Linked DNA regions of Arachis hypogaea: region 1 is linked to region 2. Evidence: chromatin contacts called from public Hi-C data. All regions are on one chromosome and are shown on one strand. The core of a region is the stretch at or near the end of the contact, and the rest is flanking DNA. Distances in the headings are between cores, read along the strand shown.

The links. A called contact is a pair of places that touch in the nucleus more often than the background predicts.
Region 1: a Hi-C map of an unstated tissue shows a contact between it and region 2, with 2.5 times the contacts expected there. The contact joins the promoter of LOC112727697 here to the promoter of LOC112727696 in region 2. A contact is called at or near these places in 2 of 8 Hi-C or Micro-C datasets (leaf and an unstated tissue).

The regions. Positions count from the first base shown.
Region 1 is chr12:90,606,640-90,609,596 of arahy.Tifrunner.gnm2.J5K5, reverse strand. LOC112727697 (probable LRR receptor-like serine/threonine-protein kinase At5g48740) reads left to right here and starts at 1,311. Exons shown (of 17, transcript XM_025777562.3): 1 at 1,311-1,529; 2 at 1,965-2,505. The coding sequence starts at 1,454.
Region 2 is chr12:90,459,785-90,462,688 of arahy.Tifrunner.gnm2.J5K5, reverse strand. It overlaps LOC112727696, which reads left to right and starts at 1,600. Exons shown (of 3, transcript XM_025777561.2): 1 at 1,600-2,833. The coding sequence starts at 2,212.

The sequences.
Region 1 (2,957 bases), core at 62-2,561, 150 kb before region 2:
TCTGGGTTATAATTTGCCGCATTTGCTTCAGAAAATGGGCGGCGCCAGCTGGGCGCGTTTCATGATTTCTTAAGAGCACCTCATTGTTGCGTTCAGCAACAAGAAAGCAAGAGCTAAAAAAAAATTTTAAATTCTTTTTCTCGATACTACTGCTGCAGGAGCACATTCGAGGCATGGAAGGTCGAAAAAATTTTCCCTAATATATCGAGTTTGAGGAAGTATCACATGATTGTACCTTTCTTCAAGGTCTTTCCACAGATCTGCAGAATCTTTTAGTGTGGGATATTCATTTTTCAATCATACTTCAAGATGATGACGAAGGAAAATCATGGATTTGGCTTTATCCTTCTAGGATGTATTATTTTCAGCATTAATGATATCTTCAAGATCCATTGAATCAAAGATGGATTTTAGCATCTAGTATCCATGATAAATAATTATTTCTAAATATATTAAGAGCATTAAATTCAAGATGAAAGAGTTTCGACATAATAAAAATTTATTATCTGAAGTCTTCCTAAAACTTCGTTAGAGCTTCGTGCTGATAACGTGTTGTAAAACAACTAAATAAATAAGGAAGATGTAATTATAAAATAATATAATATAATTAGATAGCTTTAATAATAATATTCACAATGATTACTATCTCAATATAATAAGGATGATTAATATATTTACTAATATTATATGAAGAGAGAGAGGATAATATAAAAGAGAGAGAAAATTGTAGTTGTTATTGATGTATGCCATAAGAGGCTTAAGCCTCTATTTATACACATATGGAACATTATTTTTCCACACTTCATTTATTGAAGAACAAAAATTTCCTTCCTTGAGAAACTGAGCCGCCATATATTAATGGACATCCAACTCAACTTCTTATCACAATAGTTATCAGGTAATAATAGACTTTAAAATACTCTTTTATTTTTTGAACATGTTTATCCAAAAACAAAAATTTTAAAATTGATTAATATTCAAAATAACTTCTCAAGATTTAATACATCAATTTAGTTACTCAAAATTAAATCAGAAATTAGCATAGCATAGTGTTAAACATTGAGAAAAAAATAAAAGTATACAATAACCGGCAATCCACTAACCAGTTGCCAAATTTCAATGACTCAGCAAATCTTTAATCATAACATCCCTGCATACATCACTCAAATTTTCTCCTTTAATTATTATGCTTCAACATAGTTTTACAATCATCATTAATAATTTCTTCTACCTACCAAACTTGCACCTCATTTTCTAAATTGCCACTTTTTGTGAAACTTTTCCCTTCCTTCAAGCCTTTACCTATGTCTTCAATACACTTTCATCATTCTTCTTTATACAACTACAAATGATCATAATTATGAAATGTGACACTATTTTTTTTAAAGCATTTCCTTTAATTTATGCTCTTCTATTCTATGGTTGAGAAAATTGAGAGTTGGAGTCAGTATTCATGGAACTGAGGGATGCATGGGCTTGCTTCTTTCTTTTTCATAGCTTCTGGTTTGTCACTTTCTGTGAACAAGATGGTATGTGTATGTCTATACTTATATCCATAGAATAATGACATTTCTTTTATTTTTATTTTTGTAAGATTGATTAAACAACTGCACATTTATCTAGCTATTTCTTTAGCCATTTTTTCTTAGTTAAAATACTTAAGATTTTGAGATCATTCAGTTCACAAAATAGAGGTCTTGAATCTGATTTAATATGGTTTCTCTTAAAAAAAATTGCTGCATTATTTAAACTGGAACATGCATGAGTTGTTACAATTTTTAATTTGTAAGTCATGCTGGTGCTTAAAAAAAACACAATTTTCATTCCATTTTGTGATTAATTAAAATCAGAAATTATATAATTTAGATTGAGTTTAAAATTTTTCATTATTTGAATTCCAAAGAGTCTAACATTATGTGATGCTACCATCATAAAAGTTTTCTAATAGAATTTCCTGGGGACAGGTTTCTTGAGTCTTTCTTGTGGTGGAAGAAAAAGTTTCATTGATTCAAATAACATTTCATGGGTTCCAGACACAAATTACATAACCACAGGCAAGACTACAACCATTACTTACACTGATGGTTCAGTCTCAACGAATGTCTCGGCGCGATTCTTCTCGAATTCAAGACGGCGAAAATGTTACAGAATACCAATGAACAATGCAACTAATTTGGTTCTTGTTAGAGCAAATTTCGTGTACAAGAATTATGATGGACTTGCAGTGCCTCCTACATTCTCTGTTTCTCTTGGGACTTCAATTGCTGCCACTGTTAATCTTTCTGAGCATGATCCATGGACTGAAGAGTTCTTATGGATGGTTAATAAGGACACTCTGCCACTCTGTTTGATTGCGGTTTCAGATGGTGGTTCGCCGGTAATTTCTTCGCTTGAAATCCGGCCGCTTCCACGAGCCGCCTACATGAATGCTATGGCTGACTTTCCAAATAAGTTGCTAAGGAAGAGCTACCGGATCGATTGCGGCTACACCGGCGATTCTATCCGGTAAGGATCATAACATTCTTCTTCTTTGATATCTGTTAAGATCCATGCTCATAAGTATTTGGTACTACAACATAAAAGATAAGGTTCAAGTTCTATAACATTAAAACAAGTTATACCTTATGTCAAAAATATAATGGATCAAATTGAAAAAGACCAACGTGATTTTGTAGTTATAAAATTCAAGAAAAAATTGAGCATACTTAAAAGTCAGGAGTCAAATTGAATCTTATCTTAGTAACAACTTATATCAAACTAAATCAATATCTTAAATTAATAATTTAATTTTTATGTACTAATGGTAAGAAAATTTTAGACGGACAATCAATACCGTCTAAATATTATCTTTGATATTTTATTGATTTAATTAGAATATATTAATGGTGTAAAACTAGGATGTGATTAGTCAAATAGGGATGTACATGGCCGACTTAGTTCAAAGATTCGGCCGGAAT
Region 2 (2,904 bases), core at 351-2,850:
CAAAAAAAATATGACTATATCAGAGAGAAATTATTTAAAGGTAAAAGATTACAATTTATCCTCTAAAATAAAAATTTAAAATTTAGAGGATCTAAATTCGATAACACCACACTTCTTGCTACCTCACATGCACCACGTGGCAGTTATACTCGCATATAGTTAGATACCAAAAATTGAGATGGAATAGTTTAATAGTTGATTTAAATAAATGTTAGGCTCCAATTTTGTCTTGTGAATTTATTAGTTAGTACAAATTTTTAACTAGAATTTTAACGTGCGACAGAAATTAGTCCTTATTCTATTCGACCAAGAATATAATAAGGAAAAACAACCATTTGTACCCATGAACTTTATGAACGCTGACAAAAATATCCATTAAAGAATGAAACTAACGTTGTATCCATCAAAGATGGATTCCGTACGACAAAAGTACTCAAATCCTAAATTTATGTTGACTTTTTAATAAAATTCCAGAATTACCCCATCCTTTATCTTCAACCCCTCTTCTCTTCTTTCCCAAATCTCAAACACCTCCATTGCCACTACCTTAACCACCTTCTATTCTCTACTACTCTACTAACCACCACTGCCCCATCTTTCCATGCTGACGATGACAAAGACGACAACAAGGCGACCAGGCAATCCATCCGTTTCCACGCAACGCTAGATGAAGAAGCTCCGGAAGTGAGAATGAACCGAGATCCAGCGCGCAAGGTCCTGTGGTATGATTCAACTCCTCCTAGGTCCACTTCAAGCTCATGTACTCCATGAAAAAAGATCCTATATTTACAATAGTACAAATTACAAATTTATTATATAATTAACGAAGTTGAACTTTCTCACTTTCCCAAATCACCACCATCATGTGCAAGATTCCTGTGTTACTCACATGCGACCCCACCAAAGCGATCTTGCCAAAGTTTCAATTTTTAGCATCCAAAGGTTCTCCTCCTTCTGACATTGTATTGAAAGTGATGGAGGAAGAGTGGTGATGTTAATAGCGGTAATAGAGTGTTGATAAGATTTGAGATTGGAGAAGTGATGATGAGAAGTAAAATTAAAAGTTAGAGTGAAGTTGTTGTTGTTTATGGCTGTGATAGTGGAGACGGAGGAAGATGATGTTGACAGTTGGTGATGGTGGCGGTGATGATGGTGTTGGTGGAGGAGGTGGTAAAATTGATGAAAAGAATAAAGAGAGGGTTGAAATTTGTTGAAAGGGGTATTGAAATTAGGATTAGGAAAATGGTAATTTGGGGTTTTTAGGTATTGAGATTAGGATTTTTAGGCAATGGAGGTGTTTGAGATTTGAGAAAGAAGAGAGGAGGGGTTGAAGATAATGGTGGACGTAATTCTGGAATTTTATTAAAAAGTCAACATAGATTTAGGATTTGGACACTTTTGTCTTACGAAATCTATCTTTGATGGATACAACATTAGTTTTCTTCTTTAATTGATACTTTTGTCAATGTTCGTAAAGTTCATGAGTACAAATGGTTGTTTTTCCAATATAATAAAAAATAAAAAAAATAGTTAGCTGCCAAACGACGTCGTTTGACTTCACTGTGCGCCTATATTAATTGCACTTTCCCTTTGTTCTAAGAAAGCAGCCAAAGAGAGCATACTAGTCTTTGTCTCAATCAAGCGCACAATGAAATGAAAAAAAAAATAGAAAAGTTGTTTGAAGCGCATGATGCAATAAAACAAAACCATTTTATAATAGCTCTTTCTTTCTTTAAAAACATCACATGGGAATCTTCATAAAAATTCATTGCACAATCATCATTACCTTCACCATTACTGTTCTTGTTCTTCATTAATCTAATCTCCTTTTGGGCCTTTTACTATTCCTACTTAAATTCTCAACTATTAACCACCAACCTCCTCCTAAATCCAATTTGTTCTTATTATCTTTTGTCGTTTAGCAACGAAGAATAGTGTTCAGCGTTTTGGAAATTGAAATTAGAATTTGCGAGCTTATAATTGTTCATTTTAAGCATGATCTTGAGTTTCTGTTGTTTTTTTGTATTTTTCTTCAAGTTATTCTATCATCACCTGCTTTGAGGTTTGATCTTGAACCCTTTCAGCTTTTGAATTGAGATATTTTGGTGTATGGAAATTTTGGATTTTGCTTGGGGTGTGTTGTTTTTGTGATGGTGAAATGCTTCTTCTTGAAGGGGAAACTCGGGTTTTGAGTTCATAAAGGGGGAGAACATGGATTTGCATGAATCTCATTCTTGGACCCTTGGAGGTCTGATTGGAGCATTTATTGACCTTGTTATAGCTTACTTCTTGCTATGTGGGTCAGCTTTTGCTTTCTTTGCCTCCAAATTCTTCTGGTTTTTCGGGCTCTTTATGCCATGCCCCTGCAAGGGTAGTTTTGGGTATATGAACAGCACTTTCTGTGTTCACAAACTGTTATTTGAGTGGCCTTCAACAAAGATATGCTCAATTCAAGTGATGGCAGTGAATAGGTTCCCTTTTGATCTTGTTAGGGTGAAGGGGCATTCATGTGGCAATAATAGGGATGTTGTTGAGTTGGAGGATGAGGCTTCTTGTAGTTCGTGTTCGGGGCCTCGTTTGCTTCCTTTGGTTGAGAATGAAAATGGTTATGATGCTAAGGGGAAGAGGGTTATGAGCTTGAAAAGAAGATCCGGAATTCGGCGTCGCCGGAGGGCTAATAATTATGGTTCTGGGAAGTTGACTTTGGTTAGTGGTTCTGATAGTATGCAGTCTAATGTTGCTTCTACTTCGCTCTTGCCTTGTGACGATGGGATTGCAGGAAAAACCAATGAAAAGATAAATCCTGATCCAAGGAAAGAAGTTGCTCTACTTGGTAAGTGAGAAGTTATCTGTACAAATTGTGGTTCATACAACGATTTCAGTTGAAGTTACAGGTTATTCCTG